Linked DNA regions of Mus musculus: regions 1, 3 and 4 are each linked to region 2. A link is a contact called in public Hi-C data. All regions are on one chromosome and are shown on one strand. The core of a region is the stretch at or near the end of the contact, and the rest is flanking DNA. Distances in the headings are between cores, read along the strand shown. Region 1 has its middle 470 kb from the start of Gm22828. Region 2 holds the start of Kcnd2 (potassium voltage-gated channel, Shal-related family, member 2). Region 3 has its middle 24 kb from the start of Mir6370. Region 4 has its middle 320 kb from the start of Gm22828.

Evidence for each region. Hi-C and Micro-C count contacts between places; a contact is called where the count stands out from the background.
Region 1: a Hi-C map of cerebellar granule neurons shows a contact between it and region 2, with 3 times the contacts expected there. The contact joins the enhancer-like site here to the promoter of Kcnd2 in region 2. A contact is called at or near these places in 2 of 39 promoter capture datasets (hippocampal neurons and liver), 2 of 484 Hi-C or Micro-C datasets (cerebellar granule neurons and cerebellum) and 1 of 115 datasets of contacts at active chromatin or transcription factors (forebrain).
Region 3: a contact with region 2 is called in a Hi-C map of cerebellar granule neurons, with 6 times the contacts expected there. The contact joins the enhancer-like site here to the promoter of Kcnd2 in region 2. A contact is called at or near these places in 3 of 39 promoter capture datasets (frontonasal cranial neural crest and liver) and 2 of 484 Hi-C or Micro-C datasets (cerebellar granule neurons and cerebellum).
Region 4: a Hi-C map of cerebellum shows a contact between it and region 2, with 3 times the contacts expected there. The contact joins the enhancer-like site here to the promoter of Kcnd2 in region 2. A contact is called at or near these places in 4 of 39 promoter capture datasets (frontonasal cranial neural crest, hippocampal neurons, second pharyngeal arch cranial neural crest and 1 more), 2 of 484 Hi-C or Micro-C datasets (cerebellar granule neurons and cerebellum) and 1 of 115 datasets of contacts at active chromatin or transcription factors (embryonic forebrain).

What each region holds. Positions count from the first base shown.
Region 1 is chr6:20,089,510-20,095,941 of GRCm38.p6, forward strand. No RefSeq gene overlaps it. Among named protein-coding and RNA genes, the nearest start is that of Gm22828, 470 kb to the left of the region's middle. Within about 2 kb of position 2,897, at least 1 of the 459 cell types and tissues checked has an H3K27ac peak or open chromatin away from gene starts, as enhancers often do. A contact at or near this core is called in cerebellar granule neurons, where this site is marked.
Region 2 is chr6:21,211,811-21,218,765 of GRCm38.p6, forward strand. It overlaps Kcnd2 (potassium voltage-gated channel, Shal-related family, member 2), which reads left to right and starts at 3,536. Exons shown (of 6, transcript NM_019697.4): 1 at 3,536-5,603. The coding sequence starts at 4,489.
Region 3 is chr6:19,576,238-19,582,691 of GRCm38.p6, forward strand. No RefSeq gene overlaps it. Among named protein-coding and RNA genes, the nearest start is that of Mir6370, 24 kb to the left of the region's middle. Within about 2 kb of position 3,459, at least 2 of the 459 cell types and tissues checked have an H3K27ac peak or open chromatin away from gene starts, as enhancers often do. A contact at or near this core is called in cerebellar granule neurons and cerebellum, where this site is marked.
Region 4 is chr6:19,940,793-19,947,276 of GRCm38.p6, forward strand. No RefSeq gene overlaps it. Among named protein-coding and RNA genes, the nearest start is that of Gm22828, 320 kb to the left of the region's middle. Within about 2 kb of position 3,504, at least 2 of the 459 cell types and tissues checked have an H3K27ac peak or open chromatin away from gene starts, as enhancers often do. A contact at or near this core is called in cerebellar granule neurons and cerebellum, where this site is marked.

The DNA of each region.
Region 1 (6,432 bases), core at 1,647-4,146, 1.1 Mb before region 2:
TCTAGTGATTGCCATATGCAGGGATCCATCCCATAATCAGCTCCCAAACGCTGACACCATTGCATACACTAGCAAGATTTTGCTGAAAGGACTCAGATATAGCTGTCTCTTGTGAGACTATGCCGGGGCCTAGCAAACACAGAAGTGGATGTTCACACTCAGCTAGTGGATGGGTCACATGGCCCCCAATGGAGGAGCTAGAGAAATTACCCAAGGAGCTAAAGGGAACTGCAACCCTATAGGTGGAACAACATTATGAACTAATCAATACCCCAGAGCTCTTGACTCTAGCTGCATATGTGTCAAAAGATGGCCTAGTCGGTCATCACTGCAAAGAGAGGCCCATTGGATTTGCAAGCTGTATATGCCCCAGTACAGGGGAACCCCAGGGCCAAAAAGGGGGAGTGGGTGGGTAGGGGATTGGGGGTGGGGGTGGGTATGGCGGACCTTTGGGATAGCATTGAAAATGTAAACGAGGAAAATACCTAATTTTAAAAAAAAAGTGAGAAATAGCCTTGTACTCATTGATACAGAAGGTAACAAAAGTGGATGCTCACAGTCAGCTAATGGATGGATCACAGGACTCCCAATGGAGGAGCTAGAGAAAGTACCCAAGGAGCTAAAGGGATCTGCAAACCTATAGGTGGAACAACTTTATGAACTAACCAGTAGCTCTTGACTCTAGAGGCATATGTATCAAAAGATGGCCTAGTTGACCATCACTGGAAAGAGAGGCCCATTGGACACACAAACTTTATATGCCCCAGTACAGGGGAATACCAGGGCCAAAAAGGGGGAGTGGGTGGGTAGGGGAGTGGGGTGGGTGGGTATGGGGGACTTTTGGTATAGCATTGGAAATGTAAATGAGCTAAATACCTAATAAAAATGGAAAAAATAATGTAAACGAGGAAAATACCTAATATAAATAAATAAATAAATAAATAAATAAATAATACTGTGCTTTTCAAGTGAAAAAAAAGCAGCCCTTCTATGGGAGAATAGTATATGCGAATTGGATCACATGCTTATTATTTTGAATTTCCTCTTGCTTCAGCAAAGATAATTAAATTGAGTGCTGTAGATGGTGTTTTAAAATGTTGAATAATCAAGCTTTCATTTGTATATTTATCAATATGTATCTCAGAGCTTACAATTGCTTAAAATTGTTCATCCCTCAGATACTATAAATTCTCAAATTTGCAATGGTTTATGCATATACAACTCATAAGAAAAAAATGCTGTTGTTTTTAGAAGACTGTTTTTGGAGATTTAAGAATCTTTCTTAGATTGCCTGGACAAGACCTTAACACAATGCCATGCTAGATTTATAAATGCCATGCTAGATTTATATCTCAGACAGATTACAGTTCTTACACAAAAATAATTGGCCATATAATCTCATTCTTTATATAATCAAAACAGTAATGGCTTAAGATAATATTTTTGTATTTTTAAAGAATGTGCATGTCAAATTGTAAAAAAAAAAAAATATTCTTAGTGTCCCCTGTTTCTACCTGTTTCCACATAATGGTGTTAATTCTTGAGATCTTATACTTAATCAGTTGCTGCAAATGGATATTCTTATTTCTGATTAATAAATAAATTATGCACATGTGACTATTAATACATTTCCAAGTGATTTCTTTTAGCTTCTCTACATATAGGAGAGGCCTCTAATAATGTAATTGATAATTGTTTACAAGACTTTAATGCTATGGGATTGCCTAAACTCATTAAGACAGATAATGGGCCATCCTATACTGGCAACAATTTTACTTCATTTTGTAAGGAATTTGGTATCAAACATAAAACTGGAACTCCTTATAACCCCATGGGACAAGGAATTGTGTAACATACTCATCACACTCTGAAAAATTGGCTTTTAAAAACAAAACAGGGGCAGTTATACCCCCCAAGGTCACCAAAAGCACATCTTGCTTTTGTCTTTTCATTTTATTTTTTTTTTGCAAACTGATATTAAAGGTCAGTCTGCAGCAGATCTCCACTGGCATCCAGTTATTTCCAGTTCTTATGACATGGTTAAATGGCAGGACCTGTTAACTAATGCATGGAATGGTCTAGACCCTGTTTTTATCTAGGGAAGAGGTTCTGTCTGTGGTTTTGCACAAAAAGAAGATGTAGCACGATGGCTGCCTGAAAGATTGGTTTGTCAAGTGGACACAGATCCTGAATCTTCTAGTAAGTATGATTCTAACCTAGTTGATGGCTAAAAATCCTTTTAGCTGAAAAAGTTAATTTGGAGCACAGCCTCCACTGTGGGAGAATTTTCAGCTTTTCTGTTAATTCTCAAAGCCAGCTTCCCCACACTGGGAGGTCAAAGTCTGAGCTTGATCATTGCTAATTTGCAACTGAATAAAGTACTTGGACTTCCCCAAAGAAGCTTTTATCCTGTTGTTTTTCAAGCAGGTCAGTCTCCCCTTACAACCTGATTTCAGCAAGCGTGCAGCCTAGCCTCCAGCAAGCACAGGTGGCAGAAATTCATCAATATGAAGAAGCACTTTAAGTATAAATTGTGGCTTTGGTCTGATTTAAGAATAAGGTGTGCTATGAGGGCCGGTCAGCCAATGATGGACAACCAGATTTCAGAACTCTATCAATCTAAGACAACGAAACATGCCAAGAGGCTGTGGTTTGTTAGTTATACACCGCAGAGCCATGTTTGTGTAAAATAAACACAAACAAGCTGCATGTATACTCCGTGACAGATAAGAATAGTTTGGGAAAATCTGAGATTTCTCAAGCCAGGCTCGGCCGCCAGCCACCATAATTCCCAGGCAGAACTATGGAGCATAAATAAATTTTATGGCTCAGTCCAGCTATTTTTATTATATAATCAGTGAGGAATTATAGCCTCCCCCAGCCTGAAGAGAGCTTGTGCAGACCTTGTCACCACTGAGGTAGGGCCCCGTGTGGTGCAGCTTTCAGACTTGGCTGGCTTCTCTTGATGTGTCAACTGCCCTGCTCTTCTCTGAGATCCTGCTGCCTGCTGAGACACCTTTGAGGCAATCCACATTGCTTGGAGTCTTTGGGCTGGCTCCAGGCACCAAGGATGGACTGGCAGGGAAGATGAGCCTTCCCCCTTTATAAGCACAGTCTCTTAGTAAACTTGCGGGCTTTGATCAGAGCAATTTGTCTTGGCCTCATTCTTCTCTTGCAGTCTATATCTCTTTTTCAGCCCCAGCCTGCCGTTCAGTAGTACCCGGTTCACAAGTGGCTTACAACTACATAAATAACTCACTTAAAGAACTTAGAAAAACACAAGCAAATTAGTAGAAGCCCTTAAAGAGGAAATAAATAAGTCCTTTAAAGAAATACAGGAAAATACAATAAATCAGGTGAGGAAATTGAACAAAATACTCCAAGACATAAAATGCTAATAAAATAATAAAGAAATCACAAATGGAGGTAGTAAGGACATGGAAAACCCAGAGAAGGGATCAGGAGCTATAGATGCAAGCAACAACAACATAATGTAAGCTATAGAGGAGAGAATCTCAGACTCAGAAGAACCGTAAAAAAATATTGACATACGAGTTAAAGCATATATAAAATGCAAAATGTTCTGAACCCCAAACATTCAGAAAATTCAGGACACAATGAAGACATCAAACCTAAGAATAACAGAAATAGATTGAGTGAAGACTCTTTTGTCAAAGGGCCAGAAAATATTTTCAACCAAATCATAGAAGAAAACTGTCCTAAACTAAAGAAAATGATAGCCATGACACCAGATATTTTGTACCAGAAAAGAAATTCCTCCTGCCAAATATTAATCAAAGCTCTAACTGCACAGAACAAAAAAATAATATTAGAATTTGCAAGGGACAAAGGTCAAATACCATATAAAGGCAGACCTATCAGAATTATACCAGCTTCCTCAACAGAGACCCTAAAAGCCTGGATACTGGAAACACACCATCAGATCCTATCCGGAAAAATAAAAATTACTAGTTCAGGCTACTATATCCATCAAAACTCTCAATTGCTATATATCAAGAAACCAAATTATTTAATAATGAAACCAAATTTAAATAATAACTTTACTAATCCAGTCCTACAAAGGACACTAGAGTGAAAACTCCAACTCAAGGAGGGTAACTGCACCCAAGAAAACACAAGACTTAATCATCTCACAAAAAAGAGAAGAGAATCACATAGACATAATGCCACTTCTAACAACAGAAATAATAGGAATCAACAATCATTGCTCTTTAATAACTCTCCACATCAATGGGCTCAATTCTCCAACAAAAAGATACAGAATAAAAGACTAGATACATAAAAAGGATCTAGGAGTTTGCTATGTACAAAAACACACCTAGGTGACAAAAACAGATACAACCTAAAAGGAAAGGCTGGAAATTTTTTTTTTCCAAAAAAAATGGTACTTAGAAACAAGCTAGAGTAGCCATTTTAATATCCAATAGAATAAATTTTCAATCAAAGGTTATCAAAGATATGTGGAAGGATACTTCATATTCATCAAAAAAAAAACACCAAGATGAAATCTCAATTCTGAACATCTATGCCCAAATTCAAGTGCAACCCACATTCATAAAAGAAACTTTACAAAAGCTCAAACCACACACTGAATGTCACACAATAATAATGGGAAACTTTAATAACCCACAATTTCCAATGGACAGATAATTAAAACAGAAACTAAACAGTGTCACTGTGAAACCAACAGAACTTATGAACCAAATGTATTAAACAGATATCTACAGAACATTTCACCCTATAACAAACATTTCTTCTCAGCACCTCATGGTACTTTCCTCAAAATGAACACATAATCATAGACAAAACAAGCCTCCACAGATACAAGATGATTGAAATAATCCCATTCATTCTATTAGATCAAAATGGACTAAAGATTGTCTTCACCACCACCACCACCACCAACAACAACAACAACAACAACATAAAAATAAAACAGAAAACCACACACTTATGGAACCTGAACAACTCTATACTAAATGATAACTTGGTCAATGAAGAAATACTGAAAGAAACTAAACCTTCTAGAATTTAGTAAAAATGAAAATACATTATACCCCACTTTATGAAACACAATGAAAACAGTGGTAAGAGGAAAATACATAGCACTAAGTGCTTTCATTAAAAAATAAAATTAGAAAGATCATACACTATCACATTAATAGCACACCAGGAAGCTCTGGATCAAAAGAAGTGAACACAAGAACAATAGACAGCAGAAAATAATCAAAATTGGGGCTGAAATCAACCAATTAGAATTAAAAAGAATTATACAAAGAATCACCAAAACCAAGGACTGGTTCTTTAAAAAAAATTAAGATAGATAAACCCTTAACCAAATTAATAAGAGAGTACAGAGACAGTTTTCAAATTAAAATAATCAAAAATGAAATGGGAGATATAACAAAAGAAATTGAGGAAATTAAAAAATTTATCAGATCTTACTAAAAAAGCATATACTCAACAAAACTAGAAATTTCTAGATGAAATGAATGATTTTCTAAATAGATACCATGTACCAAAGTTGAATCAAGATCAAATAAGCCATCTAAATACTCCCATAACTTTTCATGAAATAGACGTAGACATTAAAAGTCTCCCAACCAAAACAAACGCAGGACCACATAGTTTTAGTGCAGAATCCTACCAGACCTTCACAGAAGAGCTAATAACAATACTCCTTAAACTCTTCCAGAAAATAGATACAAAAGCAATACCATCAAATTCATCCTATGAAGCTACAGTTGGTATGATATTTAAACCACACAAAGAACCAACAAAGAAAGTTCAGATCAATCTTGCTAATGATGCAAAATGACTCAATAAAATTTTTGAAAACCAGGTTCAAGAAGACATCAAAATTACCATTCACCAAGATCAAGTAGGCTTCCTCCCAGGAATTCAGGGATATTTCAATATTAAAAAAAAATCATTAATGTAATTCACTATATAGAAAAATTTAAATAAAAAACATACGATCATTTCATAAGATGTTGAAAATTCATTTGAAACAATACACTTTATGTATTATTCAACTACTTCATGTTAAAAGTCTTGGAGAGACCAAGAATTCAAAGCACACATCTAAACATAATAAAAAGTAATACACTGTACATCAACAACAAATATCAAATTAAAGGGAGAGAAATTTGAAGCAATCCCACTAAAATCCAGGACAAGACTAGGATGACCACTCTTTCCTTTTTTATTCAAAAGAGTATTCAAAGTACAACTAGAACAAGTAGACAATAAAAGAATATCAAATGATATAAAACAGAAAGAAAGATTTCAAAGTATTATAATATTCAGATGATATTATAGTCTACATAAGCAAACTCCTTCAGGTCCTCAGTTACTTTCTTGAGCTCCTTCATTTGGGACCCTGTGCTCATTCCAATGATAGCCTGCAAG
Region 2 (6,955 bases), core at 2,286-4,785:
TTTGGGGAAACTATTGCACAATGAAAGTAATGATTAGACCAGACATTTCAAGGCTGGGATTAAGCCCAAGAGGACTGTCTTCTCCTCCTACTACAGGAGACTGTCAACTCCTGAAAACAGAAAACAAAGACTCACTACATATCAATACACTCGACCTTCCAAAACTACTGGCCACTTGACCTTGGATTTCTGGCTTCTAGAACTGTGAGACACAAATATATGTTTTCATAAATTTCCCAGTTTGTGACAGTTCAAGTGGACTCAGAGGATATGAGTGTTACCTTCTGGCTGTGATTTAATAGGATTTGAAGTGATACCTTTAGGGGAAGTAGATGATAGTTATAAGGAACCCATACCTATACCTATACCTATACCTATACCTATACCTATACCTATACCTATACCTATACCTATACCTATACCTATACCTATTTTTAACTGGTCTTAAGATTGTTCTTAACAACAACAACACCTCTAAATGCCATGTAAGAATGAATTGGTAGTCAGCATGGGATGGATAGTCAGACATACTGGGTCACTGTGTGTCTGCTAGGGGAAGTAATAAAGGAATGAGTGCCATCAGGGTCCTTTCCTGGTCTTCACTTATCAGGAGAGGAAAGGAGAAACTGATATGATTAGGAGATGGTAGTGAATTCAATTTTATTGTGCTGAGTTTTCTTTTGCTTCCCATTTAATCAATATGGTATAGGATACAGGATGGGAAGGAGATGGGGATGAACTGGAATCTTGGGAAGGGGAAGTGAAACACAAGCACTCTGTTGGGTTTTCAATCTCTGTATGTTTCAATGAACAACTGAAAATTAAAATGTCAGGTTCTTGCCTGTTGGGAGAGGGAGATATGCTTTATTCAGAGATAAAAGCAAGTATGATGTCTGTGGGAATTTCATGCACAGGCTGGATAAGATGAATTGTGTGAGCATTAAAATAATAAAACAGCTAGTTTCCATGTTCTTAGTAAAACACATTGAAACTTGAAAATATTATCTTTCATTTTTACAACAGGGCTAAAATGTTTTGCTTTATTATCTTTATTTTTCATTCATAGACGTTAACTAGTTTGTTAAATAAAATCAAATCAGTACACTATTTCCTGAGCAAGGATCTGAATATAGATGTGTTTAACCTAAGCTTAAATCTAGGTAAGTTTAATTCTCTGCACCGTGAGTAGCTGCTTGTGAAGAACGGATTACAACGCCTTCCCAAATTGTAGATGTTATGTTTTCTAAGGCTTCTCATGAAGTTAAGTATTTATTTTATGCTTGTAAGTATTTGATCTCCCAGTGGAAAGGGTCTGCTTCAAAGTCTGTTCCATCCTTACAGGGTAGGACGATATAATGGGCTTTTAGTACCTATGCCTCCTACTTATTTGGGTGGCTTGCTTTCTTCATCTTGCCAAGGTGCCATCTTTTTTATTTGTGCTAGCTTATTTTTTTATAGCAATTGGAAGGCAACCCCCTCCTTTCAATTTGCTAGTTTTCAGCCTTGCAAGCCTTGCAAGCATCCTTCACTTGGCTAATACAAACAAACAAACAAACAGCAGGTGTCCTAAACTTCCCTGGCACATTAGCTCCAGCCTTACGACCTACCAGCCCTGGAATTCCTAACCCGGCACGGGTAACTAAGCACAGAGAGCAAACATCCATCTTGACAGTTAAACCCATATAATACAGGGGATGTTTATTCTCATTCTTTGATGATTTTTTTCTATACTTTAAGTTCATAGGTTCTCTTTGAGCATCCATTTAAAGTGGGCACATCAAGCCTAGAGTCTTTTGGAAGTCAATTTCTTTACAGCAAATCACAACCCACTTTCCTTCTAAACAAAAGACAAAGCCTTGAATAATAAATTTTTATGTAGAAGTCAGTCTGCTCTTTCTAGTGAACTCCACTTTTCAATGGTCTTAATGGTTTTGTTGATCATGCTTTGGTACTTCACATGTAATTTTTCAAAGACATTTCAATAGGAAACTCTGTACATCATATTCCATGTCCATCAGAATGCAGTCTGAAGCCTGAACAACGCGTGACATATAAACACTGAAAAGGTGGGTGGTCGCAGGAAATTTAAAGATGTTTACGTGATCAGATTCTCTGTTGAATCAGTAAATTTTTCTGATCCTTTGCCTTTCTAAAGCGGCAACCTTGGATGTAAATTTAACTTCTCGCCACTCCCGCCATCTAGTGGCCATGGTTGTTAAAAGCTTGGTTTTAAGGAAGACACTTAATGACTGGGGGCGGGGTACACGAAGACCAAAATCGGTTGGCCACTACAATTTTCCTGTCTCTCCTCACATCACTCACCCTTCACCCGGGCACCTTTTCTTTCTTCGGTCATTTTAGATATGGGCAGGGATGCGCAAAGGGCATGAAGAGACACACACTCTAAGAGACTCACGCCCCTGCACACTGACATTTAGAAAAGGGTCTAAATTCTCCTGTCATTTGCAAAGGACAGGGGGAAAGGAGTTGTGGCAAGACCTAACCAGAGGAGATTTGTGTGACTTTTCCAGCAAGTTGGACGGGTAATATATTAGCCTTAGTAACATTAATATCTGTTTTGAACATACATAATTTAAAAAAATAAATAAAGGAACGTGGGAGAGTCACTTAAAAATTCTGTCGCGGAGCTTTGCAGGTTCTGCGACCCAGTCGCCCCCCAAAGGCAACCAATTCCTTCGCGTTCCGCTCTGTTCACCCTCCTTTCCAGCTTTTCTCGAATCTTTTTTTTTTCCTTGCCCCCCTTTCCCACGCTCATCTGGAACCGGGGCTCCGGAGGCAGCAGTAAGCCACCGGTCCCCTTCCTCCTCTCTTCCATCAAACAGCCGCGGCCGAGTGCCTTGAAGCTTCCCTTTGTTCATCCAAGGCTCGCTCATCCCCGGGGTAGAACCACCTGGATGCTCTCGCTTGGTGACATTTGGCGTCGAGGCTGGTGGGTGGCTAGGGTGGAGCGAGAGGAGCCCGAGGGGGCGGGGGCGGAGAAAGGTCAAGGCGAGGGAAAGGCAGGAGACGCCTTTGCCTAACCTGCGTGGCGGGGCTTGCGTGCGGCTCTCGCTCTCTTCCCAGCTTATTTATCGATCGCACCGGCAGAGCTGCGCGCGGTGCTCGGGGGAGATGCGGGACCACCCACTGGCGGGGAAGCAGCGAGCGGCCCTCTCGCGCCCCCGCGCCGCCGAGCGCCTCCTGCCTCCGCGCCCGGACGCCAGCCCGCTCCCGCCTCGGTCCCGGCCCCACGCCGCCACCGCCCGCCCCGCAGCCCCGCAACCCCGCAGTCCCGGCGCCCCGCAGCCCCGCAGCGCCCCGACCCCGGGGACGCCGGCCGCGCAGTAAGTTGGCAGGAGCGAGTGGCCTGGGCGGCTCGCCTCCCCCGCACCTTTTTGAACTTGTTGCTGTTGGCTCTGCTCGCCTGCGCCTGGCTTTTGGGAAGGTGACAAGGAGGAGGGAGGCACGGAGGGTGGGGGAAGGGGACGGAGAGCTCGCCAGAGCTTTATTTATGCTCCCCGGGAGCCTGGGATCTGGCTGCTCGGGAGCCGCTGGCTCTGCCTTTCCCTTTCCGGGTACAAGGCGACAGCAAAGTCTCTATGCAACTCAGCCCCGGTGCGCACTTTGCCAGGTATGTACCGCGGGCGAGGCGCGTTCTGCGCGGAGGCAGATGCTGCTGCCGCCACGGCGGCGGCGGCTGCCAGCTCCCAGGCTCTATAACTGTCACACTGCACCTGAGCTGAACTTGAACAGAGAGTGAAAGGGCCCATCGGGCAAACGCTCTCGGCTAGCGCAGAGGGTGTCAGTCGTCGTTGTGGGGGGGAGAAAGAGCTCTAGACCGACGCCCCCCGCCGCGAGCCCTGCACTTCACCTCCATCTCTGCAAGCGCAGCGTGAGTACAGGCGGCCAGCGGACTCCAAGGGACGCGGGACAGCGGCTGTGACCGCATCTCCGGAGCTACAACAACAGGTCGTCTTTTTGAGACGCCTTTGGCGGGAAGGACCACTTCAGCAAAAGGGGAAGGTGAAAGGGTTCTTTCTTTTAAGAGACTACCACTGACTGGTTGACTTTCCCTGTTTCCTCTCTCCTGCTCTATATACCGACCCCATATCTACCAGACTGTATCAGGGGAGAAGCGAAGACACCTGTTTGAAGCCAGGCTGTCTCCGAAGTCACCTGTACGTTTACATGTGCCAGGACCTGCCCTGGTCCAACTGTTGGCAGAGATTTGTTTAGGCTTTATGGAGAGAGATTTTTAGGTCACTGTATTTTTTTTTTCTTAGTATTCCAAATACTTCTGTGAGGGAAACCTGACCTTCTTGAGTACTGTGACTTGACCTGCGCCACCTTGGAATAATCGTGTTCCTGTGAGCAGTGTCCCCCCAGTGTTTTGCCTGAGGTGAAGAAGTGGGGGGCACTTTCTTACTTTCATTGTGTTATTTTGGGTGACCCCCCTGCTCACTCTCGTGACCTCCACTTCCAGACAACATGGCAGCCGGTGTTGCAGCATGGCTGCCCTTTGCCAGGGCAGCCGCCATTGGGTGGATGCCTGTTGCTTCGGGGCCTATGCCTGCGCCCCCAAGACAGGAGAGAAAAAGGACTCAGGACGCTCTGATAGTGCTGAACGTGAGTGGCACCCGTTTCCAGACATGGCAAGACACCCTGGAACGATACCCAGACACTCTGCTGGGTAGTTCTGAGAGAGACTTTTTCTACCACCCAGAGACCCAACAATACTTCTTTGACCGTGACCCGGACATCTTCCGCCACATCCTCAACTTCTACCGCACGGGGAAGCTTCACTATCCCCGCCATGAGTGCATCTCGGCTTATGATGAAGAACTGGCCTTCTTTGGCCTCATCCCAGAAATTATTGGCGACTGCTGTTATGAGGAGTACAAGGACCGCAGGCGGGAGAATGCTGAGCGCCTCCAGGATGATGCAGACACTGACAATACAGGAGAGAGTGCGCTGCCCACCATGACTGCTAGGCAGAGGGTCTGGCGGGCCTTTGAGAATCCCCACACCAGCACCATGGCCCTGGTGTTCTACTATGTGACTGGGTTCTTCATTGCCGTCTCAGTCATCGCGAATGTGGTGGAAACAGTTCCATGTGGGTCTAGCCCAGGCCACATAAAAGAACTGCCTTGTGGGGAGAGGTATGCGGTGGCCTTCTTCTGCTTGGATACCGCCTGTGTCATGATCTTCACAGTTGAGTACTTGCTTCGCCTGGCCGCAGCACCTAGTCGTTACCGTTTCGTGCGCAGTGTCATGAGTATCATCGACGTGGTGGCCATCCTACCCTATTACATTGGGCTGGTGATGACAGACAATGAGGATGTCAGTGGAGCCTTTGTCACACTCCGAGTCTTTCGAGTCTTCAGGATCTTTAAGTTTTCCCGCCACTCTCAAGGGCTGCGTATACTGGGGTACACCCTGAAGAGCTGTGCATCAGAACTGGGCTTCTTGCTCTTTTCTCTCACAATGGCTATCATCATTTTCGCTACCGTTATGTTCTACGCAGAGAAGGGCTCTTCAGCAAGCAAGTTCACCAGCATCCCGGCAGCCTTCTGGTACACCATCGTCACCATGACAACACTGGGGTAGGTGCCTTTGTAGAAAACGGGATGGTGATTGGACATGGGTTGTGTTGATTATGAATCTCTTAAGGCTTCCTGATGCTTTAGAGTGACTACATTTTTTTTCCTCTGAATGGATTTAAGAAAGCACTATTTTAAAAGTTTGGAAACAAACAAATAATTTTGATCTGTGAAATGGGTATGACAAAAACGATTGAAATTACTTGGGAGTTATAGGCAAATATTAATTACTGATACCATAAAATGACAAATATAGACTTAATAGACTAATTAATAGATGTGGATGGTATGTCTTTCAACCTAAGAGCCTTGTCTAATTTTATATCATTATATAAATTATAGATTTTCATTATGAGTAATGGGTTATACTTAGAATATCAGATTGGAAACAGGTCAACTATACAAAATATAATGTTTGGAAGTCCAGGCTTGTCTCTTTTTTTTAAAGAAACATATGACTGTCATCACTAGAGTTTTCTGAAGCTATGGGTCCCATCAGTCAAAGAGTCTGCAGATGGTTCATCAACTACACTTGGAAGGCAGAGGAGTGTCTGTGAAATTATTGGCCATCATAGGCCAGTTGCAGTGTACAATTTGGGGTTTTAAATTTCTTCTAGAATTCTTCCCTTCCTTCTTTTATTTGAGGGCATGAAGTTTTACAAACCAAAGGAATATATTCTGAATTCATGCTGTCTGAAACGGACTTTTAAGGAAAGAATTAGGATTTATTTAGATGTCATAAAGAATGCTGTGGAGTGATTATTAATGTTCCTCAAACTACAGAAAAGTAGAAGCACTTGCCAGAGGAGAAAAACTAATCAAATAAACAAGAAAGAGACGGCTACTTTGTAGAGTTCTTAGATAATCCTTGGAGAGTTCAGAGTTCCTCCTTTAGCTTTGTTGCTGCCTTTCTTACCTAGGTAATCAGGGTAAGAAGGATTTGGTAAGGACTACAGGAAAAAAAAAGTTATTCCCAAGGCTGTATTTTCAGCTTTGTGTTTCTGGCTCATTTAATTGGCTTCTTTAAATGACATTGTGGTTAAAGTCAACTTAATTTTATTGGCCATATTGTGCTGAACAGAATTTCTTGTGTTATATGGCCAACTAGTGGAATATGTTTTTATGAGGGGAAATTTCTGGCTGAGTTAATGAAGAGACTGGCTGGAGTAAAATATAGTGCTTTGGATTTTGATGAAGCCTCCCATATCTTTGAGGGTGTAATTATAGCTTTTGGAAGGTGAAGGAATAGAACATGATTCCTTCTGCCTTCATTCCCTTTATTCTGCTGGTCGTTTTGTGACAGATAAGAGAGGATGCGGCAGATTATTACAGGTGCTTACCCTTTCTCCAAAGAG
Region 3 (6,454 bases), core at 2,209-4,708, 1.6 Mb before region 2:
CAGTTTATGGGTATTGATGAGTGTTTATAAAATCTAGCAACTGCAGCTCCATCCTACTCATGGATATTAGCAGTATGAGAAAGTATGCCATAAGAGGTTTCCCTTGAATGAAAGTAACCCAGACTTCACTTTGTGCAACATCTAATAAACACATTGAGTTTCTGGGTTCTGGAAGTAGTAACTACTGCTTCATCAGAGCATAAAATACACCATACTTTATATTCTATGTGACTCTGTGCCCATGTGTCTGTCCTTTATTCAGTCCCTTAATGCCTAGATATGATTTTGAAATGCAAGACTTGTGAGTTACAGAAAAACATATATTAAATTGTTATGATGGTGGACCATTTGTTTTGATTATTGTCAACTGGTAAAAGTCACACTGTATTCTGTGGTTATATTCTATCAGCTCATACACATGGTAGGCACAAGTAAAACTGAAATGTGTATTAAGAAGTTAATCTTGACTCTGAAAAGCTATGTCTATTTTAAGCCATATATGTTTGCCATACATACATGATTGCACAGACTGTACTAGAATCTTGTATGTATATTAATGAATGGGATGTTTGAAGATTTTGTTTAGTGTACATTTACTATTTGAAACACAATTTCTCAACACAGCATTTTCAGTCATCTATATGGCAATGTAATGAGTTAACCTAGTTTAATGTAACTAAATACTTCTTTAATACAAATTCAATGTTTCAACTATGTCTCTTAAACACTTAGCATATTGTGGAGAATCTGAATCCTAGCATAATACTAACATGTATAAGTTGGTGTGTGTGTGTGTGTGTTTATAAAGCATAATAACAAAAGAGAAGAAAATATAATTGTGTCTACCTATTAACTGTCTACATGTAAACTTTTCTTAGTAAAAAAATAGGAAAGCATAGTCACAACAGAGTAAGAACACAGTATGTAAATGTATTTTGTTTGTGGTAGTTTATGAGGTGAAAGTTGCAAAGGCCTGGGAAAAGCCCTAATAACTGGGAATTTGTATATGTTTTTATTTCAATGACAAACTCTCCCCTTGGTTTGAAGTTCTGGAAAGAGTTGCAAAACATGTCATTTTTTCATAGTGTTATTATTTTGTTCATAAAATATTCTAAAGACACCATCAGTAAATTTCTAGGGCTCATAAATATATTGAGCAAAATAGCCAGATAAAAAAAATTAACACACAAATATTTGTAACCTTTCTCCATATAAATGACAAACATACAGAAATAAAAACATGAATCAGAGAAACAATATCTTTTGCAAAGCCTCTGAAATAATTGGAAATAATTTTAATTAAGGAAGTGAAAGACTGGTGCAATTAAAATTTCAGGGCATTGAATTAATAAATTTAAGAAGATATAAGACAATGGAAAAAACATCCCATGCATAGGAAGTATGATTAGTATTGTGAAAATAACCATATGTCTAAAGGTAACATACAGATTCCGTGTAATGCCTATTAACAATTTAAAACAAATTTTTATCAAAATTGAAAAAAAATCTTAAACTTTATATTAAAAAAGCAAACCTGAATGATAAAAAAGCTCCAAGAGGTATACCTTCTCTTGGTTTTAAGTTATACTACAGAGCTATAATAGTAAAGTCAACCTACTATTGACACAAAAATAGACAAGGTGATCTAGAAGATGGAACTGAAGTTCCAGACCCAAGCTGACATACCTTTAGACACTTTGTCTTCCACTTTATAGCAAAATATAACAAAACAAAATGAAATGAATATTATGAAGTTACAAGTTGAATAATGGGAAAACACTTTCATATTATTATCTAGCAAAGACTTAATATCCAGAATTCATAAAAAAACACAAACAAGTGAATAAAACAAACAAATAACTCAACAACAAAAATAAAAGCACATGCTTTAATTTAAAAAAAAATGAATAAATGGTCCATATAGCCCTTTGTCAAATAGGATATGCAAACTTTAGTAAGTATAGGAAAATAGTACAAAAGTCTATAGAGCCTTTTCAGGAATTTCTAATGGTATTTTACTAGTTTTTTTTCTCTTTTCGGTGTCAACAGTATAGTTATTCTCCTTTCTCTGAATCCTCACAGAATTTCTCATATTTTGGGTCTTAATTTGTTTAACTCAAGTGAGATGGCATATCATTTGATATGGATTTAGATTTACCTACTGACTCTTGGTGTTACCTTTTAACAAAAGGCCCACCATTCTATTAATTAGGAATCAATAATTTTGGTTTGATGATTAATTTAACCTTCACAAACAGGCCATATTGCTATAGTACTAACTCAGTCCTTCAGTAAATGTCATAATTTTAAAAAATGGAATGTGGCTCTTTTTAGTTTAATAAATGCACATACATAATGACATATGACATCTTACCATGAATTAAAAATATTCCCTAGATTATGCCAGAAGTTTCCTTTGTATGTTAAAAGTAATATTCCTTGAATGTAAATTGATATACTAATGTGGAAAAATATATTCACCTAAGCAGTTTGTGAACTTGAGGCATAATCACTACTGATTTAAATTCAGACATCCCTCTAACAGACATTTAGGTAGATGAGGTGAGGTAAACTAAACCTTGTAACCATGTTAAACAAATAAATTAAAAATACATGATGTCATGGGTAGAATTGTTGCCACCATGTAATAGGTAAAGAAATGGAGTGTTAGAACCTGAGCAAGTTCACACAGCTAATCCTGTATAGGCTGGGAGTTAGTCCAAAAGTTTCAATCCTGCCCCTGTCTTTAAGCCAAAACACATATTTGATTTCTTATTTGATGTACTTTTTACTTACATTTTGCAAGACTCCTGTGAACCTCTAAATCAATTAGTAAACACATATTTTCTTATTACTCTACATAAACTATGAAGTTATAAGCTAGCAACTGCTATCAATGGAAACTAACATTTCTGTATATATATGTGTGTGTGTGTGTGTGTGTGTGTGTGTGTGTGTGTGTATGTGTGTGTGTGTGTGTGTGTGTATGTGTCAGGTTTCTATAAGCCATCAAATTTTTAACTGCTCAGGTGCAGTGGCTTGCATTATTGCCTGAACAGCTTTTCTTTGTGCTTTAATGTGGTGCCAAAGGAACTGTTAGCTTTGCTTAAAAGTGTTTATTTGCTGCCCAGTGATGACAATTACCTGTCTCCTCCTCTTTCATAGACTCCTAATCTCTAAACTGGAAGTGTTGTCAGCCAGATTTATGGACATTGTCATTTGAAGCCAGGACATCAAATCCAGGAATTACACTGAGCAAGGAGTTTGCCAGCAAACCAAGCCTACTACATGGGAAGTAAATAACACAGGAAGGTACCCAGCAGGCAGTTGCATCAGGTACAACTGCCAAATGACAGTTGCTTGATCTGTGGCAATGGTCCAGGTTCCAAGGATCAGGCTTGGATTAAATGACTACACTTCTTGGTTGGAAATGTTCACTAGGACTCCATCAAAACCTTGTCCCCTGGGGGGATCCCCACAGGCTGGAGCAGCTGCTGCTTCTGCTACAAACCCTATTGTCAACAACCCTCAGGATGAATTCTTTTCCATTTCCTCTGTTTCCTAATTATCATTACGAATATTTTATACCAGGTTCCAGCACAATATGTTACACTAGATTATTTTTTTTCCTTTCTCAGTCATGATAAATATTCTCAATATTTTCTTTCAATGTGAAACTTTCACTGTGATCAACCTGCCAATATGCTTGAATAGGATGAATCCAATCCCATACAGGTTAGCTCTTTAGAGAGTGTTTCAGGGCTTTTTGTACCCCAAGCTTTCCCCAATATCCCTGCCACTCCCAAATGCATGGAGAGAGCATATGCCTTCCCTCTTTATCAGGCCTGCATCCTTCTGGAAGAATAAGGGCGTGGTCACCTATACTTGCTTCCCTTTCCAAAGATCCTCTCTGTAGGTGTTCTACCTCACTCTGACTTTCCCTGTGAGCCAGAAGCCTCCTAAGCAATGTATCAGTATATGAATTGGCTATGAGCTCAGTTTCCAAATTAGTATCATCCATACTTGTTTCTGATTTACATCTTTTTGCAGATTTGAATAGCTATACATCATTTGTCTTCATTGTAGAGAAGAGAAAAACAAGTTGGAAAGGGGAACAGATTTGATCCCCTCTCCAAAGTGAACATAGGAAAGGAGTTACCTTCTGGTCTTTGGCTGTCTTTGAATGACTAGATTGCCATCCCCTTTCTCTTCCCTTGATTGCTTTGTACTTTTTAGTGTTTTTCATTCAAGAACACAGAATGCAGCATTGTGCATCAGTCCTGGCCCTTCTGTGCATTTATATTGTAAGTGATCAATACTTATCTGTAGAGTACTTATATCATCTTGAAAGTATTCTTACTGTTGAAGAATTTGCTCAGGGAATATAAACAACACAAATTTAGTAGTGAAACATTTTTTACTTCACTCAACAGTATCAGTATCCCATAGGAGACTAAACTGCATCTGGGAGAAAAAAGTTAAGATCATCTTACAATTTCTAATGGTTTGAGAAGTGAGCTGTAGTTGACAAAACCATGTTCTTTCATATTTATTTTTCTACTTCAGGATGATAATAAAACAGTGTATTTAAGGATGCTGATTTAGTGGTAGTGGCCATGCTGGAGAAGAAGTAAAGGACAGAAAAGAGCCATTTGCATCTCTTTCTTTCTAATCAAAACCACAGTTGTTAGAAATGTTATAATCTGCCTCAAGACATTAGTCATTCACTAAGTATTTATCAGGTATTGGCTATATTTTCTAATGTTAAGAATTCTAGTTACAGTGATATCAAGAGAATTATATAGTGATTGGTTGCTCAGGATAAAAAGCACCAGTTCTCTCTAATCTTGCTTGATAAAGGCAATTTGAATTTAGGAAAATAAATGTAAAAGGAACTGTTAAGTATGGATATACTGTTTGATAGCTATTGAAATTACTTCTTTCCTTACATTCTTCATTCTGGGGAAACTTAGGAAACTTATAAAGGGTGGTTAAGCAGGTTAATTCACCTCACTTTGATGTAGCTCAAGAAAGATCCTTTGTCCTGAAACTCCATTCATGTCAAGGCAAATGAATAGGCTAGAATTTCAAAAACCATTAAGAATCAAAACAAGAAAGCAAATTAACAAGAAAAATGTTTATAAATGTGCTCTGTTAAACATTATGCTGGATCCTGTTTGATCTAGCTGATCTACCTCCTCATTTTTTTCCCTAATGATTGACTTAGTATGTTAAAAGATTGTGTAATGGCAAATCAAGAAATAATCTACAGCATGAAATATTAAGAAACTGGCTATGAAATTGTCACTTAGTGGTGATGGATTGTTTTGTTGATACTACATTTGTAACTGAGCATTAAGAAAGAAGAAAACTTATTGGTAATATTAAAATTTCCTCAAAGTATGTATGGTGAGAGAAAGATCCCTTTGCTGTTAGGAATGAGCAGTATTGAAATAGGATCCTTCAGACTTAAGTAGCAAGTCATCACCTCTACACACAGCTTCACATCAGAGCATCACAGCACAGTGTCTTTGTGCTTTGAGCAGTCATAATGGTGTACCATACTGAAGCCACCATAAATATAGCTGTTCTCCATTAATCAACACGAACATCTGCAACAATTATTCATGCAGAGGATAATGATTTAGCAGCTGTGCATGCTAGAGTAAAGCTTGTGTAAGATTTAAGAAGACAGGGATAATACACATATCATCCTGACAAAAGCATCAGCATATATGATTTATAGATTTTCTCTTTATGAACAAATAGAAATTATTGCTACTGAAGACATAAAAACAAAAGTATACTGCCTTGAGTCCTGTTCATGTCTGTTAGTATTTATTGGTTTACATTTAATTAATGTGTGTAACAAGCATAAAACAAATTGTGTGTGTGTGTGTGTGTGTCAGAGTTTCTCTAAAACTTCATCATCTGTTTATAAACTAAAATACTTAACAAAATATTTGCTAGTTAATATTGAGTATGAACTTGACAGGATCTACAGGCATACAAAAAACAAACTTCTGAGACTGTCTGTTATAGAGTTTCAGAATTTCAGTATGTGGGGCACCCAGCATCACCAGACTCTGGTCGGGATCTGGACTTCATAGAAGAAGCAAGCAAATTGAGGGGCAGCATGCATCTGCCTCTGCTTCCTGATTGTGGATACAATGTGACCAGCTGCCATAAGTTCCTGTCCTCTGCCTTCTCCACTATAATGAAAAATAGAGTGGAACTTGCAGCAGAAATAACTATTCTTTCTTTATTTTATTGGTCAGGTGTTTGTTCACAGTGATGACAAAAATGACCAATATAGACACTTTTAAAACATATTATGTACCGTTATTTAAAAGCTTGAATGGTCTATTTCTGTGTAATGAGGTTCAGAGCACAGACTCAGGGACTAAACTAAAACCTCACATTCCAGGGCTGGCTCAGCTACTGTAATAGGTAC
Region 4 (6,484 bases), core at 2,254-4,753, 1.3 Mb before region 2:
TCCTTTATTTTACAAATTAAGGCTGAAGCAAGTTTACAGGAAATCACCTGAGTGCTGACTCATTCCTTGTTCACAACCCCTCACAGGAGAACAGAATTAAAATAAAATATAATTAGCCCCAGAGCTATCCACAACAGAGTGTAAAGCAAGAGTGGTTGGAGGACAGTAAGAAAACAAGGATCTCTAAATCAACAGGATTGAGACATATATGAAGTCATAGAGACTGAGGCAGCATGCCTAGCACCTGCAATTTAGTTTTCTCCAAGGGAGTCTTTCAGGTGAAACAGATTATTACTCTTATTGTTAGGCTGCATGCCAAAAGTAGATGGCTAAAGGTAAATCAACTCAGTGGCATCTTTAATGGTTCCTTTTTCCATATTAGCATGACAGGGCTTTTCCTAACTCTTATTTTTTTGTTGAATACACACGCGCGCACACACACACACACACACACACACACACACACACACACACACACACGTGCACCTTGGTATCCAGTTTAGTGGTATTATGAATTTGCTTTCTGTCCAAACAAACATGTCTCTATGTCTATTTATGTTTCTTCTATCTTTTTCTTGGGATTTCCTTCATTCTGTTTGTTTTATACTATTCAGATATGTTAGTTTTAGTTTTATCTTATTTTATTTATTGTCTTATCCCTTAGAAACATGTTTGCTTTCTAAGAAGAGACAGAAAGGGTATAGAATCAGAAGGTAAGATATGTGGGGAGGACCTTGGAAAGGTAGGAGAAAGGGACATTGACATAATATATGAGACAAAAAATATTTCAGTGAAAGAAAAATTCAATCGCTTTCTCTGTCTTTCTCTGTCTCTGTTTTTCTCTCTTTCTCTTTTCTCTTTCTTTCTCTGCATGTGTGTGTATGTGTTTGTGAGACAGAGCCCTGCTTCAACAATTAATAGACACAATGACAATTAGTATTTGAAACTGAAATATTCTACCGATATTTATTTTGAATTACCAAAAGGTAATACTGAAAAAGTAAAATGAAAAAACAAAATTCTAGGCCTTTAGGCCCAGGCTTGGGAATGTGACCTTTGTGACTCAATGCTCCAAGGTATGCTAATCATAAAACAGATAGTGACATTCCTCCACCCACTTGCTTCCTGGGTTCAAAGAGTATTCATTCAAAGAAAGTCACCCTGAGCTACCCTGACCATTGTTGGAAACCACTATGCAAATGTGCTATTGTTAGGTGCTCTTAGAAACTGTCTTGAGGTGACAGCAGATGCTGGCGAGGATGTGGAGAAAGAGGAACACTCCTCCATTGTTGGTGGGATTGCAAGCTTATACAACCACTCTGGAAATCAGTCTGGCGGTTCCTCCGAAAATTGGACATAGTACTACCAGAGGATCCCGCAATAGCTCTCCTGGGCATATATCCAGAAGATGTCCCAAAGGGTAAGAAGGACACATGCTCCACTATGTTCATAGCAGCCTTATTTATAATAGCCAGAAGCTGGAAAGAACCCAGATGTCCCTCAACAGAGGAATGGATACAAAAAATGTGGTACATTTACACAATGGAGTACTACTCAGCTATTAAAAAGAATGAATTCATAATATTCCTAGGCAAATGGTTGGACCTGGAGGGCATCATCCTGAGTGAGGTAACCCAATCACAAAAGAACTCAAATGAAATGTACTCACTGATAAGTGGATATTAACCCAGAAACTTAGTATAGCGAGATATAAGGTACAATATGTAAAACATATGAAACTGAAGAAGAACGAAGACCAAAGTGTGGACACTTTGCTCATTCTTAGAATTGGAAACAAGCACCCATGGAAGGAGTTACAGAGACAAAGTTTGGAGCTGAGACAAAAGGATGGTCCATCTAGAGACTGCCATATCCAGGGATCCATCCCATAATTAGCCTCCAAGCAATGACACCATTGCATACACTAGCAAGCCTTTGTTGCAAGGACAGTGATATAGCTGTCCCTTGTGAGACTAGGCCGGGGCCTAGCAAACACAGAAGTGGATGCTCACAGTCAACTATTGGATGGATCACAGGGCCCCCAATGGAGGAGCTAGAGAAAGTATCCAAGGAGCTAAAGAGATCTGCAACCCTATCGGAGGAACAACGTTATGAACTAACCAGTACCCCAGAGCTCTTGACTCTAGCTGCATATGTATCAAAAGATGACCTATTCGGCCATCACTAGAAAGAGAGGCCCATTGGTCAGGCAAATGTTATATGCCCCAGTACAGGGGAATGCCAGGGCCAAAAAATGGGAATGGGTGGGTAGGGGAGTGGGGGGGGGGACTTTTAGGATAGCAGTGGAAATGTAATTGAAGAAAATACGTAATAAAAAAAGAAAAAAAAACAAATAAAACAAACAAACAAACAAACAACCCACAAAAAACCAAAAAAAAAAAAAAAAAAAAAAAAAAAAAAAAAAAAAAGAAAGAAAGAAACTGTCTTGAGAAATAACCCTCACAATTACCAGGTATTCCTCGTGACTCCTGTGACTTTGCACTTACTTGTGACTCTTAACTGGTATTTTTGGTATTTTCCAACAACGCCCTTCCCACCTCCTTGAGTTGTGGTATCTTCCTTTAAATACCCCCTGACCCAGCTACTCAGTGTGCCACGGTCCTCTACCCCTGGGTGGTGTATGACCGTGGGCGGGAGAGAGCTCTTGAATAAAAATCCTCTTGCAGTTTGCAGCAAGACCGTTTCTTGTGGGTGATTTTGGGGTGTCACCTCTCCTGAGTCAGAACGTGGGGGAGTCCTCACATTATGGGTCTTTCAATACCAATCCAAGAATCAAAAATCCAGAGTAAACTAGAATATGTAAGAGAAATGACACCAGAGAAAATTGCATATTTGGTTAAAAGGTAACAGGTACTATTATAAATATTACATTGAGCATGTATTCCATCTGAATACAAATTTGATGAAATGGAAAGATTTCTTATAGTAAATATTTAAAGTTATTTTTAAAAAATTAGACTGCTTACAACCTACTTCATTAAATATGTTGCACATGTAAGTTGATAGCATCCTAAGAGTAAAGTTAGATGACTTAACCATAGATGGCTGCCGAAGATATTACAGAAAGATAATGTCACTTCTATATAAAGCTTTATAAACACAGATATCAAAATGGAGTTCTAATTATTATGAGTCCATTAATACATTGACTGTAAAATTATAGAGGAGTATTAACCCTAAAAGTAAACACAAAAATTCATGTTTTAATAAATAAAACCAAGGTAATTAAGAATTAAAAAATAACTTCAATATTTCAATACCGAATGAGGCTTATCTCATAAGATGTTGTTGTTTTAACACTTGAATAAAATACATCACAATAGAACATTTCATGAGGACTTCATTTTGAATGATAGAATCTTCACTCTTTATTTGGGTGATTACTTCAATATCACTATGATACTTTCATAAAACCTATAGACCATATTGCCCAATGTATGACTAACTCTATGTAATCATACTTCAGTATGTCTTACTAAAATTGTGTTTGTCAAATTGAAATATGAAATATGTTAAGAAATATATTCTAATTATGCATTCAGGGATATCTTGATGTGGATGTTTTTGATATTTTATTTAAGTGGTCTGTACTTTACTCCTTTTTCTGATTCAAAATTTAATTTTGAGTAGCAATTAATCAAACATTCTCTTTGTTGGGGTATAAAACTGAACACAGTGTTTTCTGCCATAAATCTCTTGTCCATATGGTAAAGGTACAATATTGGCACTGAAACCTGGTGTCCATCTGGACAGAGATACATTTCCTACATGAGGCAAAACTTTCAAAATCAGCCATCTGTTTTTATGCAATTTTCCAAAAACTTGTAAATAAAATAATATGAACATGAAACAAAAGTGATCACAAAGATAATGGATCATTTACTTGACACAGTAAATGGTCTTTCAAAACATGCTGAATATTGTCAAACGGCTTTTGTAACTTTGAAGGTATAAATGCTATTTACTGTGAGAACAGCAATAGTGAATGAGTACATCATCAGTCCAAAGTTATCATATTAATGCTCAATTATCTTTCTTTTAATTAGTCATCCCTGATTTATACCGACCCAGCTTTTTGTTTACCAAAAGTATCCACAGTGCCATTTGCATGTGTATTTTTCCCCGAGGATTGCTAAGTGATTGGATATATTCATAAAGTGCATTGCTTATGATAAATTTATAGCATATATAAGTAAATGATATTTTCAAGTGATAATGTGAAATAATATACACATTGAAGTCATCTATTTGGCAGCCCAAATTCTGTGCCTTGTGTCACTTTACGCAGACCACTATTCTCTCCTTAATTATCACTACTGTGAAAGAAGACTAGTAAGCCCAGCTTCTGTAGAGATTAAATTTATCATGACAAAGTCCTATTGAGTTGGGCATTAAACAAAGCACTGTAGGTGGGGTGGCTTAAAACTACATGAATTAATATTCCACAATTCTTGAATCTGAAAGTATAGGAACAAAATTTCAGCATGGCTGAATTCAAGAGACAGTTGCCACATTACAGTCTCCTAATTTATACTATGTTCACATGGCAGAAAGAGTGTATGGTATCACTATAGGCCTTTATAAAAACATTGTAATCATTTTGTAGACTTCACTACATCAACTAACTATATATTAACCAACTTCAAAATACTTTCTTATAAAAAATAGTGTTTCACACATGTTGGGGTATACATTAAGCCTATTGCAGTATGTCAGATCATTATTTGTCATAACAATGTTTTGCTATTGAATATACTTTAGAGTACTTGTTTTCCATATAAGGCTTAATGGATACGGAATGTTAGTAAAAAAAAAAAAAAGTTTGTGATTGCTAATCTAATCATGTACATACAGGCTTTTATCCAAGGATCATGCTCTCATGGTTCCTGAGGGAAGCAACTATCCCAGTCAACATGTAATGTATTATGCATATGTATTCATCGCCCTAAACTGTATTCAACACAAAGAGGTGCACCGTGGTGTTTGAGTACCTTCTAGAGTGGTTCATGTCACTAGGCAGACGAGTTCCATTCTCTGTGCTCCAAGATTGCATTGGAAGTCATCCAGGTAACCTTAGCTCAGCTGGATCTGAAATCCCCTTGTGTGTCATCAGTGCATCTGCTGCTGACTCCCCTACAGAGTGACGATGTGACTGAGTGCTGAACATTTTTGTAGAACATGCAAGGGCAGAAATGCATCAGATTTAGTGATGTGGACTTGATCTATAATTGACAATTCTGGGAAAATTTAGTCTACTGAGTTTATGAACTCAGTTGGAGAAGCACAACAATTTTAAAGTAAAGAATCATTCTGAAACCCCAAAAGAAAAACTGCTCATTAATCACGGGAGACTGAGGATTAACTTCTTTGCCTAGACAAGCCATATCTATTCTAGCTTGTCTGTCCATGAGCCACTGGTTTCTTCAATTTATAAAATAAATAAATGAATGTGTGTTTTGTAGTCAGATCCGTCAAACTGTGAGATGTGCCAAAAATGCCTCCAATGCCTTTACTGACAAATGTCCAAATTTTTCAGGTTTATATTTCTAAATTATGTACTAGTTCTATTCTGCCACCACAAAAGAAAAGGAAACCCACAACAAATAGATATGTCATCTTATGATAAAGTGTTTCATGATACATTTTGAGGGGAAGCGTGTCAGAAAGAAGAAATGCTTCGTGGTTTACAGTTCTTTCAAGTATACTATCAAGATACAGTCAGTTTGGACGTAAGAGCTGGCCCAGTGGATAGAAGTGCATGCTGCCAAGTCTGACAACCTGAGTCAGGTCCTTGGGATTTATATGGGCAAAGGAAAAACAAAACAAAACAAACAAAAAAAACAAACAAACAAACAAAAACCTATGTCTAAAGGTTACTCTGTCACCTCAGTGCATGCACACTTACACATTAAATAAAAGGTGTAATAAAAAAGAATAGGTATGTTTAAGAAGTATGAGATATTTAAAGATTAAATGGAATTTATATTTCATTATTATTTTAATTGCTAAAACATGGAAATGTCATGTTACTATTAGTTTTATCAGTATTGTTAAATATTAGAATTACCAATGTTCTTAAGGCAGAGACTGATTTGAATTTAATTGCTTCAAATGTAACAAGTTTCATGGTATATATAAATTTTATTTGGTAGCCTAAAAATAATTTATTTATTTGATTTAACAGCTCATTTGGAAAGTTTATATTAAATGGAAGGATGGAATTCATTAGTTATCTTTATATTACAAAAACTAAACAGCTATCTTTGGTATCAGAGTAATTGTGGCTTCACAGAATGAATTAGGTATGGTTCCTCCTGTTTGTATTTTATGGAATAGTTTGATGTTAGATCTTCTTTGAAGGTCTGGTAAAATTCTGCACTAAAGCCATCTGATCCTGGGCTGGGCTTTTTTTTTTTTTTCTTTTGCTTGGGAGGTTTTTTAAGAATTTTTCTATTTCCTTAGA